Linked DNA regions of Mus musculus: regions 1, 2 and 3 are each linked to region 4. A link is a contact called in public Micro-C and promoter capture Hi-C data. All regions are on one chromosome and are shown on one strand. The core of a region is the stretch at or near the end of the contact, and the rest is flanking DNA. Distances in the headings are between cores, read along the strand shown. Region 1 holds the start of Lrp2 (low density lipoprotein receptor-related protein 2). Region 2 holds the start of Ola1 (Obg-like ATPase 1). Region 3 overlaps Gm13707 (a long non-coding RNA gene). Region 4 holds the start of Dlx1 (distal-less homeobox 1).

Region 1 (2,926 bases), core at 83-2,582, 1.9 Mb after region 4:
TGAGAATCAGCCGGGTCCTCCGGTGGGGCTCCTAGAGCAACCAATTGCACCGACTGACTCGTCTCGGCACTGCGGAACTGAAGACCGGGGTCTGAAGGGCTCGTGTAAGGTCCACTCTCTTAAAGAGGGTTGTCTCCCAGTTAACAGGTTCAGTGTGGTCCCCGAGGGGAACCATAGAGTTCTCCCGAATTCCTGGTGTTTCTCTCATTATTGGCATTGCGGAGAAAACAACCCCTCCCCCAAGTTTTGTTTCGAAATGAACAGAACTGTAGGAGACGCTGTCTGGCATGACTGACACCTGACGCTTGGGGAGCCAGATAGTTATGGCCTCCAGAGCAATGATAGAATCTCCTCTCTGACTATAAAAACACAAGCTACCCCATCTGGGTAGCCTGCACCCTGTCAGGGGGAGGAGGGCCCCGAGGCAGCTTAGCGAGTTCACACCGAGGCAAGGAGGTCAGGCGGCTTGGCTCTGTCCAGCTTTTTTCTGGTCCTCCCTCCCTCCCTCCCTCCCTCCCTCCCTCCCTCCCTCCCTCCCTCCCTCCCTCCCTCCCTCCCTCTTCCCTTCTTTTTGAGACAGGTTCTTTCTACATAGCCCAGGCTGTCCTGGAACTGTGTGGACCAGGTTGGCCTCAAACTCACAGAGATCCACTTGTCTCTGTCTCCCGAGTGTTGAGATGAAAGACCCGCACTAAAACACCCTCTGCCTTTTCTTTTCTTCCCCCTTCTTTCTCTTCCCCTTTCCTTGCTCCCCTTTCCCCATTTGTTCTTTTTCTTTCCCTTTTCATCTTTTCTCTTTCTTTCTTTCTTTCTTTCTTTCTTTTTTTAGTCGCTGCTCTTGACTTCCCCCCTTTCTCCATTCCTTCCCACCGGTGATAACGTTTTAGAGTTTGTGTCCGTGGCCAATTTCTTCCTCGCCCCGTCTAGCCATCCCTCTGAGTGGCGAGGCCAAGCCCTTGCTCCGAATGTGAGCAGCGGCGATTATTGTCAGTGATTGAATAGGACCTTGGAGTGTGTGTGCTCGTGCGAGCGAGGGGTGGGCGCTCGCCAGCGTGGGAGGCAGTTTTGTGTTCCCGGAGCCTGTGCTCCTGGGTGAGAGCATGCACGAGCGAGCGCGCTTGTGGAGTGTGCATGTGCTAGCGCGCAAGTGTCCGAGGGCCCACTCCTCCCAGAGTCGCAAAGTGCAGGGGGCGGGCCGGGCAGTAGGGGGCCTGGCCCACTGGATTCCCGCATGCTAGTTCCGGGGCGGTCTGGTCTAGAGGGCTTTATGCACTGTCTGGAGGGTGGGGACTGGCGCGGGTAGAAAACGGGATGCCTCAGGCGCCGGGACCGGCTTTCTGCCTCTAGGAGCCAGCGACTGCTGCTGAGCAAGACTCCTGTTCCGGAGCGGAGTAACCTGCCTGTGCCCGCTGCGACGCGCGCCCACCTCCCGGGGAAGGAACGGCGAGGCCCGGGGCCGTCTCCGCGATGGAGCGCGGGGCCGCGGCGGCGGCATGGATGCTGCTGCTGGCGATCGCTGCCTGCCTGGCGCCAGTCAGTGGCCAAGGTAAGCGGTCACCTGCCCGCGCTACGCCACCATAGTCGCTGCGGAGCTGAGCCGGACGAGGGTGGGCGGCTGCGGAGCTGCTCCGGCTGAGCGCTCCGGTGACCCCAGGAGAGATGACTGCAGCGCCGCTTCTTGTACTGGTTGGGGAACGCGGACGCACCGGTTTCGGTGACAGCTCGTCCCACGGCTATCGTGCCTTTGTTCCCACGGGAATTAGTCCTGACCCTCAAGGCTTTCCAGGATGGAACCTGGAGTACGAGGGTCTCCCGCGTGGGTCTGCAGCTTTCTTCTGGCTGGGGCGGGGCGGTCCTCCACGCCGCTCCCAGCGCCGCTTTCCACCTGCAGCGTCCAGCCGGCGCGGGAGATCCGATCCCACCGTGCGCCAGGGGCCGCCGGCCAGAGCCTCCTTCCATCAGTGGCGAAACCCTGTCCCGCGGTGACCCCCATGAGACCGCATCTCATGATACCGATCGTTTACGAGCCCAGATAAGGCGGGGAGGTGGGATTGGCAGAGGAAGCGGCTGATACACTAGAGTACTTTTCTTGAAGGCTTTCCCTTTCCTACCCAGAGCGGGTGCTTTTGTGTTGATGAATGGAGCTGGTTAGCTGCGCCTGAGTTTGGGGACTGGAATGCAGAAAGTTTCTAAAGTGACTACAAACTTTTTCAAGTTGTCCGGGAGGTTTTTTTTTTTTCCTTCCCCGTGAAACAGGGAGAGAGAGGAAAGGGAGGAAATTATTTAGAATAGAAAACTATAAGAGAAGAAAATGAGAGACAAGTTGAAAGGAATGGAGAAAACGGGAAAGCAAAGTGAGGAAGGAGGGAGGGAGGGAGGGAGGGAGGGAGGGAGAGAGAGAGAGAGAGAGAGAGAGAGAGAGAGAGAGAGAGAGAGAGAGACTGACTCAAGGAGAACCCACGAGCTCTCTCCCTGGCTTTCGTTGCTAGGTAGCAGCCTGGTGCTGCGTGTGACCGACCACCAGACAGACAGAACGGACGCTGCAGCCTCTGCAGGGACTAATCTGTCTGTGGGGATGGGCCAGTCCCCACTTCCCCTCCCGCTCTTTCCCGTCGGACAACTTAATTGCCCTACAATAAAAATGAAACCCCTATTGTTGCAGGATTAGTCAAAGCAATAAATTGATTTCCCTAGATCACATATTGGGGTTGATGGGTGAGGACTGTGGAAGCCCCCATTTATAGAGAGGAGAGAGGGGAGGGCTTGTGGATGGGCCGTGGCATGTATTCAAATGGTTAATCTGCTTTCTTTCCTCAATTCTTAGCGTAAGCTCCTTAGAGGGAATCAAGTAAGTAATTATACAGCAGCTCCAGGCAGCACCCATCTCAGACTTCCTGGGAAGTTTGGGAGCGCCAACAAATCCACC
Region 2 (3,024 bases), core at 390-2,889, 1.7 Mb before region 4:
AAGATGTCAGCTAGAGGCTTCTGAGACACACTGCCTGTTTTTCCTAGGGGTCCACTAGATGACATGTTTCCTCCTCTTCTACTCCTGACATTTTAGTAGTGTCTAGAGCTGCAGTTGGCTTTTGGTTGTTAGCTAGGGGATGAGAGCAGAGGAAGGCACAGCTACATAATAAAGCCATGATATGTGTGTGTGTGTGTGTGTGGGGGGGGATCAGAGTAATTGAAAATAGCGTTATTTTTTAATGTCTCAGACCTCTGTGCTGTTCATGTGCGTTAGCTCGATGGCGGTTACAAGCTGTGTACTGCTTATCCCTGGGGTCTATTTTACACATACAATGATGACAAGGATACTAGGCTGAGTGTGTAGTGCATTAGTAACTGTAGAAAGTAAGGACTTACGTGACTGCTTTGACAGTAACAATCTTTAACCAATAGCAAAACTAAAGACAAAGACCCTGTCTTTAAAATGTATCAAAAGAGCTCTAAGGCTTTCCTAAGATCACTCTCACGGGGTGACAGAAAAACCTTAATGCAATTTTATTACAAACAGTGGCTCAGCTGCTGCTTGTCAGTCACACCATTCAAAAAGTTTCTGACAGAAAGTGAAGAGTTCTAGATCTGTGAGATGGCTCAGTATGGAGAGGTGCTTGCTGCTAAGCCTTACGAATCTGAGTTTCATTCTCAGAACCTGCAAAGTACGAGAGAACTGACTCCAAGCTGTTCTTTGACCTCACCAGAACTGTTGTATACAAGAGCGAATCCACACAAGCACACATACAATAGGCAATAAACATAATTAAAAAAAAAAACTCAGATTTTTGCAGAGAGATCAGGGTTTGACATGTGTCTTCTGTCACTAGTTTAGTTGTGAAACTTTACCTGATACTTTTCTGATACTATTCTGTCATCTGCAAATTGGGGATTAGCAACCAATTCACACTCTTTTCTTTTATTTGCAACTGGTATGTTTGAAAAAAAATTATAATTTCTGGACATTCACTGTAACAAATACTTGAAAGTCATTGGAGAAAACCTAATAAACACCTTTTTGTCCCAGTGGAGCTCATAGTGTAGTTAGAAGGTGACTTTATACATATTATTTGATTTAATCCTACCAATAGCCTTATGAGATGGATCGCAGTAGTCTCATTTTAGAACCAGGAAGAAATCATGTTTCCTTCTCATAGTTCTTAACCTCGCAGAGGAAAGGGATGTATGTGCGGCGACGAGGAAGAAGATGGTGACTCTTTAAATGTTTTATGCACTTCTGTGGCTGTTAAGTGCGTCTTGGATCCGAAATTTTCCTTGGTCCATTTTTCCCTTGAAGAAAGTTTAATGGCTTCTCATCGTTAACCCATCTGAAAGAAGTTACTGGAAAGGGGAGAAGGGCGGCTCCGTGCAGGTAGCAAAGGCTGATCTGGGCACGATCAGTCAGGGACAAGATAGATCCCAGACGAAGCAGGAGCCCGGAACCGGAGCAGTGGAGCTGAAAGAAACCTGGAGGCTCGGTGGAAGCCCACGTGTAGAGAGACGCAGAAACCCGGTGCTGCTGAGCGCCCTCCTCCTCGTAGGCCCCGCCCATCCGGGCCCGGGCATCCGGGCCAATGGGCGTGACCCTGTGGGGGCGTGGCCTGCGCACAGGTGCCGCCCCGGCCCGCCCGTTCCGTCGCCTCTGCCGTCGTGCGTGCGGCTCGGCGGAGGGCCGGGCTTGCGCTCTCTCCGCCTTCTTCCCCACCTCCGGCTGCCGGCGACACCGGTCTTTGCAGTCCGGGACCCCGTGCGATCGTTAGCCCGGTGCACGGTGAGTCCCCGAAGGAGCCCGTGGGCTCCCGGGCCAGTGGTTCCGAGGCTGGCGCTAGGCCGGAGACCGGCCGCCGGGACGGGCTGAGGGCAGCGGACAGCTTGGGGCATGTGGATGAATGAGGCGCCCTCGGACTAGGCCGCGCGGCCACGAGATTGGCTCTCGCCGCAGTCTGGGGGAAAGTCTTGCCTCAGGGCGGGACGCCAATGCCGGGTCAGGAGGGGAAGGGTGGTGTGCGGAGGTCCTGCTTGGCTGGACTGCGGGGGCACCCCTTGTAGGTCACCCCTTGTAGGCTCCAGGACTGGACGGGCTCTCCCCATGCAGCTGTTCATTGGAGGCCCGGAACAGGTGTCAGGATCCCCAAAATGGGAGATCCTTGGCCTCCCGGTCTGGGATTACAGGTTGGAGTATCACTTCTGGAGCAGGCGGAGTGGGGAGAAGGAGGGAGGAGCAGCGTGGCTCTAGGAGGTCCAACCAGCCAGAAGGCAGGGACAGTTTTAGTTTCCAGGTTCTAAGACGCGCAAGGTTGCAGTTCCTCGTAGGTTCCTGTTGCAGTGTTAAAAGTGAGATCAATTTTGCACAGTGGACCTTGGAGCCAGGACAAGAAAAGACAGAAAGTTTGGACTTGTCAATCAAAAGGTATTTGAAATAGGGCTGTATATAGCCTACTGGTAGAGCGCTTGCTTTTAGCATACATGAAAGCTCTAGGTTGGATCTTGAAAAGGAACGACAAGGTGAGTGCCTTCAAAGTATCCAGTGTAGAGTGTGGGTTTCAAAAACTGTTTAATAAGGACTGACGGTAAGCTTACCTACAGTGTCAAAGGCAAAAAGGTCTGGCTTCGAAGGACCTCCAGGCCTAGTAGTGACCATCAGTGTGGTGAACGCTGAGTTGTGGAGAGAGGCGGGTTCCAAGCGGTGGAGGAATGATTGGCGAGAGGTGACATGGTTGCTGGTGTTTCTGTAATGGGCTTCCTTAGACTTGTGTCTCTTCTCCTTCCAAATGCTTTCCTTCAAATACTATGACAGGTTAAGAAGGCGGTTGTCGGCAGCCAGCACGGAGGATTGGAACTAAGTTTTAAGTTTATCTTTGATTCCCGCTGCTGCAGTGTTTCTGGGACTACTCAGAAGTGATACATGTACACATTTTAGAATCAGATCTGTTTACAGAGACCCTCCCCTCAAAAAAAGTATGGGTTTTGCTCATATTTTAGTTGTGGATTGGTA
Region 3 (2,772 bases), core at 103-2,602, 1.9 Mb before region 4:
TGAAGGCTTATGCAATCCTAGTCCAATAGATGATCTCACCCTTGTAAGGAAAGAAGTGAACTAGCTCACCACAAAATTCTATAACCAGGTCTATAAAATGCCGTGTAAAACTGGAAGAATACTGAGGACGGAAAAAAAAAACCTGTAAGAACTGGATGACTAGGAAGAAGCTGTGGCTTGTAGCTTGGCATGGAGGAGGTACTGGATGGAGAACAAAAAGGGAGAGGAAGGTTACCCAGATGATAGATGGCAAAGCTCTTCTTAGAGGCTGAGGTAGGACTGATTGGGCCAATCCAATGACATGAAGCTTCTGGGAGTCCCAGGGGGTGAGTGGGCAGGTGACACAGATGGAAACTGCTGGGAAGAAAGGCCAGCCTCATTGACATTCTTCAAATTTCACCGGTAAGAAGAGGACTATTGGAAAGAGGAGTGAAAATGGAAAGAGAGAGATTCAAAGGAGGGGCAACTGGGGTTGTGAGAGGAAGATGAAGTCTGGGGTTGTGAGAGGAAAGCCAGAGAGGGTTTCCAAAAGAGGCGAGGACGATTCAAATGCAGAGGAAAGCCATTTCTCAGGAATTCAGGGTTCAATGGGTGCAAGACGGTGGAGGGGGACCTTCTCTTCTGCACACCCATCTCCAGCACCCAACTCGACAAAGTGTTACTTTTAAATGATCTCCGTTAAGCAATAGGGCATTATTGTTATTTTCAAGTTAAGAAGCGGGAGGCAACATGAAGTTTAGAGTATCTCGAATGTCAGAATGAAAAGCTGGAGAGAAAAAGGTTACAAGAAGAAATTCTCAAACGTTATGAAGAACAAATGTGCCTGGCAGAGAGTCTGACATAACGTCCTGCTCTGAGCTTCTGAGCACACGGCAATGAGAGGAGCGACATTAAAAAGAGGGCAGCTGGAGAGGTCTGGTTGTGATTCCAGTTTCAACAAATAAGGAAGGAGCTGGGAAGTGCCATTCTAATGAATAATAATGATGATAATAATACTAAAACCCAACAACTTCACTAGATCTATCAGAGAAGCAGAGTCTTGGGATAAAGTGTTGTCCCTGAAATTGAAGAGACAGACAGGTGGAGACAGAAAACAAGAACTTACAAGGACAGCCAGAAACCAGTGCATTTGGATGACGGAGTATGCAGAGCCTGTGAACTTACACGACAGAGGGACTCAAGGAAGCACTCAAAGCCGATGAGTGATTAGCCAGGGGCCTTGAGATGGAGAGAGCTTCCGGGATTACCCAGGTGAACCCAGCATAAACATTCAAAGTAGAGACTGTGTGCATGAGCTGCGGTCACAGGAACATGATGCCATGGAAGAAAGGCCAGGGCTTTGCAACACTGTTGGTTTTGAAAATTGAGGAAGAGGGTCAAAGGCCAAGGAACGTGGGTGGCTTCTAGAACCTGGGCTGCAACGCTTCCCTAAAACCTTTGGAAGAGAGCAGCCCTATGGAGGCTTTGACTCTAACCCAGGTGTGGGGCCACTGACTTCCAGAGTTGTAAAGCAGTGAGTTCACGAGGTTTCAAGTCACTGCAGTCTTTGTAATTCATTATGTGAACAGTAGAAATTAAACAAACACAATATGCTTTAAGATTTTCTAGACAGTCCAGTGCCTACCAAAGAGCCCAACAGTTCTGAAGAGTGAGGAAGGGCTGCCAGAAGCCGGGTTCTCCTCAGGAGACACGTCATCTAGGAATCCCCAGTGGCTACTCTACTAGAGTCAGCAAGGTGTCTGGATAGGCAGAGAGTCCATTCACCTGGGTCAAGGCACATGCTGGCTCCTGGCGACCGATGCATAAATCTCCTGCAGAAGCCTGAGTTTGTCACTCCTAAGTAATGCAGTGCTTATGCCCAGGACAGAAGTGCAAACTGTAACTGCAGTGACTCGCAAGGCTTGAAGGAAAAAGGTAACTTGGGTTGGCTGGGTTGAGGTTTATGTGAAAAGAGGGAACATTGAGTACTCTTAGAACATGAGGCTGTAAGAAAGTGGAAGAAAGCTTCAGACACAATCAATCAATCAATCCTTCCTTCGTCCTTCCCTCTCCTCCTTCCTCCCCCCCCTTCCTGTCTGTCCTTTCCTGCTTCCTTCCTCCCTCCATCTATTCTTCCCTTCCTTCCCTTCTGAAAGACAAGGTCTTATAGTTGCTCTATAGCCAAAAATGACCTTTGAACTTCTGATCTTCCTGCCTCTACTCCCTAATTGTTGACGATGTAGGTGTATACCACTCCAGCCAATTTATGCGGTCCTGAGGATGGAACCCAGTGTACCACGCATATGAGGCAAACACTCTACCAAAGGAGCTATATCCCCTGCCTCTGCCTCTCAATTCCTGATGCTGTTTTGGGCACTTCTGTGGGGTGGCCAGGACTCTGTGACAGGTAGGATCTCTGTGGCCTGAGATGTTGTAGATCATAAACCTTGCCTTTATGTAGAACACTGCAAAGGGATGCACAGCATGGCACAGAGGAGAGTCTGAGATTTGGAATCCAAGATCTCAGGGCAGTGGACTTCTGGGCTATTCCAGGGAGGATATATTCCAAATGGCAGGAATATGTACCAGTGTGTGCTGTTATACTGAGGAAGCTGACTTGGAAGAAAAGGGCACAGGTTAGTGAGGTAGGAAAGGACCGCCTGCCATCTGCCAGCAGCCTAAGTAGCTCTTTCCATCTCACCTTACTCCCCTCCCCCTTCCTCTGGGAGGGGTGTGGTGACAAATGGGAAGGCAGATGCTGGGAAGAAGAATCATCACTTGGGCCCACCTAAG
Region 4 (3,015 bases), core at 474-2,973:
CGGCCAGGTACCTGCGTCTGTGTGAGTCCCAAGGAGGCCGCCAGCTCCGCCCTCTCAGGCAGAGCTAAGTACTGAGTTTGTTGGAACCTCCGGTTCAAAGCCTGCAACTGCAAACTGGAATAAATTGTCCTGGGTTTACGGATCTTTTTCCCTTTGCCGTTAAAGCGCACCTCGCCGCCTTCCACCACCGTACTCTTCTCGGAGTCCGCCCCTGGAGGGACAACAGAAGCAGAGACCCTTGTTAATGCTGCACTGCCTTTAGTGAGGAGGGACGAGAATGAATGTCTATGGATGGGTTGGCAGAAGTAGGGTCCGGAAAAGAACGTTCAAGAAACCCTGAAAGACTGCGAAGGTCCCTCAAGGTCCGAGCGCACGTCCCTGGCTGCTGCAGACAGAATTGGGTCGTTCCCAAGAGCGCAGCTATTGCCTTTGCAGAGAAAGTTTGCTATTTTTTGCAGGCGGTAGTTGAGGTTTAATTACCCTTAATTGCATACATTGTTTATAGCGCTACGCAATAAATAATTACCGAGACTAATACGTGCACATGTGGGTTTCTGTTTTCCAGCAGGGCATTGTGTGCTCGGCGCACCGAGCGGCCCAGAGGCCCAGCCAGTGCCAGGAGACGCGCTCGGATTTATCCTTTGCTGGACAGTTGTAAATTGAATTGACTTATAATTTTTTTCTTTTCAGTGACAAGGATCCACAGATTGATATCCGAAACCTCTACTACTTCCGCGCTTTCCCCACCCCCACCCACCTCTCTACCCCACACTCTCTTGTCTTTTCTCTTTCCCCCTCCCCTTCTCCCCCTCTCTCCTATTCTCCTTCCCTTCTCTCCTTGTCCCTGGCAAGCGCACGTACCTGGGTCCTCCAGGCGGCTCTGGGCGAGGCTGGCGCTGCCGGGGTAGGACTGCACGGAACTGATGTAGGGGCTGGACGCGTGGCTGCTGACCGAGTTGACGTAGGGGTAGCCCAGCGGTCGGGAGAAGGATGAGGCCGAACTGTAGGCACCGTCGGGCTGCGAATGGCCCGCCGAGTGTAAACAGTGCATGGAGTAGTGCCCGTGGGACATGGGAGAAGGAGACATTTGCTGGTTGGGCGGCCCAAACTCCATAAACACAGCCTTGCCCGACACGGGGCTGTTGAGACTTTCTGGCATGGTGGTCATGGTCATCTCTTCTCGCGGGGTCTGGGTGTGGGTCTTTCTCTCCTCTGCTTCCCTTTTGGGGGTCTCTATGTTTCTCAGGACAGGAAGGAACCCAATTTAAGCGGAACAGGGGTTTTCACTTTCCATTCATAAGAAAATGGAGTTTGTCTCTTTGAAAAGTCTAAGCATGATGCTGCCGAGCTCCCCAAACTCGGTTCAAAGCTTTGACTCAGCCAAGGTCATAAATATTCATGAGCTGGTGGAGCTGATTGGTCGGCTCTCTTGCATAATCACCGGGGATTGGTCCGAGAAGCTCGGGCTCGGCTGGACTAGAGCGGGCGACGCGGCCCGGCCTGGGGAGAATCCGGTCCACACGTCCCGGCCGGGGCTCCTCTGCAACAGAGCGCGCGGAGCGGGACGCACAATGGGCTGCGGCGTCCGCGCAGGAACCTCGAAGGCGCGCGACTCCAGCCTCCCGCCTCCCTCGCGCGCTTCCCGCCCCAGAAACCAACCAGCCGCGCCCTGCCGTCGCCCTCCCCCTTGCTGTCCCCACCCTTCGCCCGCCCCCAACGCCTGGGACCCCGGACCACTTCTTCTTGAGGTCACCTAGTCCGGTGCGGAGCGCCGCTCCAGAGTCCGGCCGCGGTCTCTGGATCGCGGAGTCGCGCACTGGGCGACAACCCAGGTAGCCTGCAGCCAGCGGTCCTTCTGAGCGTCTTGTGCCTAGCTCAGCGCGCTCCAGGCCGCGCCTCCCAGGTTGGGGTTCTCTCGGCCACATCCCGGGGATCTGGGTTTGGGGGCCCTCTGGCCCAACTCACTCACTCGGCCGCCGCCCCGCCGTTGCCACCGTTCCCAGGGGCTTGCTCGCATCTCTCCAGGCCCAGCTGGCCACTCCAGCTCGAGGCTGCACGGGTCTGATCAAAGCAGTGCGCGTGGAGAGCCAGGAACCCACGCTTCTCCACCCAGGAAAGGCGGCCGCACCGCCTCCCCCCTCCTTTCCCTCCCAACCTTCCTGCCTCCCCCTCCCCTCTCCACTCCCCCTGAGCCACGAGCCCCGGGCTCACTCGCCCCGAGGGCGCGGCTCAGCGTGGAGTCCTGAGGGCCCGCAGTCGCCTGGTGGCTGGTGCATCGAACTCCTGCCAGGTGGTCATTTTCCGACCTCCTGGGGTCTGGCCAGAGTACTTGGGGTTTGGGAGTCCTAGGGAGACACCGACACCCTCAGCAAATCCTGATCAGTGGTAGGCTTGAATATTTGTGTTTAGATATGCCCCTCTCTGTCGCCCGATCTCTTCCTCACCTCCAGTGGCCAAAGCTGGAGCCTCCGGGCCCGGGGGTGAGGTGGGGAAGCTGGTGAAGGAAAGAGCTGCCAAAGCGCGCTGTCTACCATCTGGGTGCAAGTGTTGAAAAGTGCACAAAAGATTCTCTCGCACTCCACCCCCCCACTACTACCACACACCACCTCGCGTGGCGCAAACTACGCTGGTTGCTAGGGACTGTTGGTTCCCAATCCCGCCAGCCCCACGATGAATCCCAAATTACTTTGTTAGGTAATTAGAAAGTGTTGATAATTATTTCTTTCATAATTTAGCGGTGTGACGGGGACCGGGGGAAATGATCTTGTGAAAGTTCACACGTGCACACGTATTAGTTACTGATTCATTTGATTAAATGGTAGTCTCAAGTGCTCAGATCCGCAGCTGAAGGCGCCCCATTAGCATAACACTGATGTTTAATTTTCATACGCATAATTAGCCATATATTTAACACTAATAGCAACATGCAGCCTTTCAGCGTTAAACAGCCCGGGGATTTGATCTGGCCTGAGCTGAACCTGCGCCGCGGCACCTTCCCCTATCTGGAGTGCACAG

Evidence for each region. Promoter capture Hi-C pulls out the DNA fragments that hold promoters and counts their contacts. Hi-C and Micro-C count contacts between places; a contact is called where the count stands out from the background.
Region 1: a contact with region 4 is called in a Micro-C map of embryonic stem cells, with 13 times the contacts expected there. The contact joins the promoter of Lrp2 here to the promoter of Dlx1 in region 4. A contact is called at or near these places in 4 of 39 promoter capture datasets (embryonic stem cells and liver), 10 of 484 Hi-C or Micro-C datasets (all in embryonic stem cells), 3 of 115 datasets of contacts at active chromatin or transcription factors (all in embryonic stem cells) and 1 of 9 other capture datasets (embryonic stem cells).
Region 2: a promoter capture Hi-C map of liver shows a contact between it and region 4, with 4 times the contacts expected there. The contact joins the promoter of Ola1 here to the promoter of Dlx1 in region 4. A contact is called at or near these places in 3 of 39 promoter capture datasets (hippocampal neurons and liver), 1 of 115 datasets of contacts at active chromatin or transcription factors (kidney) and 3 of 9 other capture datasets (adipose tissue, embryonic tail and liver).
Region 3: a contact with region 4 is called in a promoter capture Hi-C map of hippocampal neurons, with 6 times the contacts expected there. The contact joins the enhancer-like site here to the promoter of Dlx1 in region 4. A contact is called at or near these places in 5 of 39 promoter capture datasets (the C10 cell line, hippocampal neurons, liver and 1 more) and 1 of 9 other capture datasets (embryonic stem cells).

What each region holds. Positions count from the first base shown.
Region 1 is chr2:69,584,435-69,587,360 of GRCm38.p6, reverse strand. It overlaps Lrp2 (low density lipoprotein receptor-related protein 2), which reads left to right and starts at 1,332. Exons shown (of 79, transcript NM_001081088.2): 1 at 1,332-1,546. The coding sequence starts at 1,468.
Region 2 is chr2:73,213,062-73,216,085 of GRCm38.p6, reverse strand. Ola1 (Obg-like ATPase 1) reads left to right here and starts at 1,639. Exons shown (of 11, transcript NM_025942.2): 1 at 1,639-1,800.
Region 3 is chr2:73,394,276-73,397,047 of GRCm38.p6, reverse strand. All of the region lies in intron 2 of Gm13707 (a long non-coding RNA gene), which reads right to left. Among named protein-coding and RNA genes, the nearest start is that of Gm13707, 8.8 kb to the right of the region's middle. Within about 2 kb of position 1,352, at least 7 of the 459 cell types and tissues checked have an H3K27ac peak or open chromatin away from gene starts, as enhancers often do.
Region 4 is chr2:71,528,153-71,531,167 of GRCm38.p6, reverse strand. Dlx1 (distal-less homeobox 1) reads right to left here and starts at 1,723. Exons shown (of 3, transcript NM_010053.2): 1 at 862-1,723; 2 at 12-211. The coding sequence starts at 1,174. It also overlaps Dlx1as.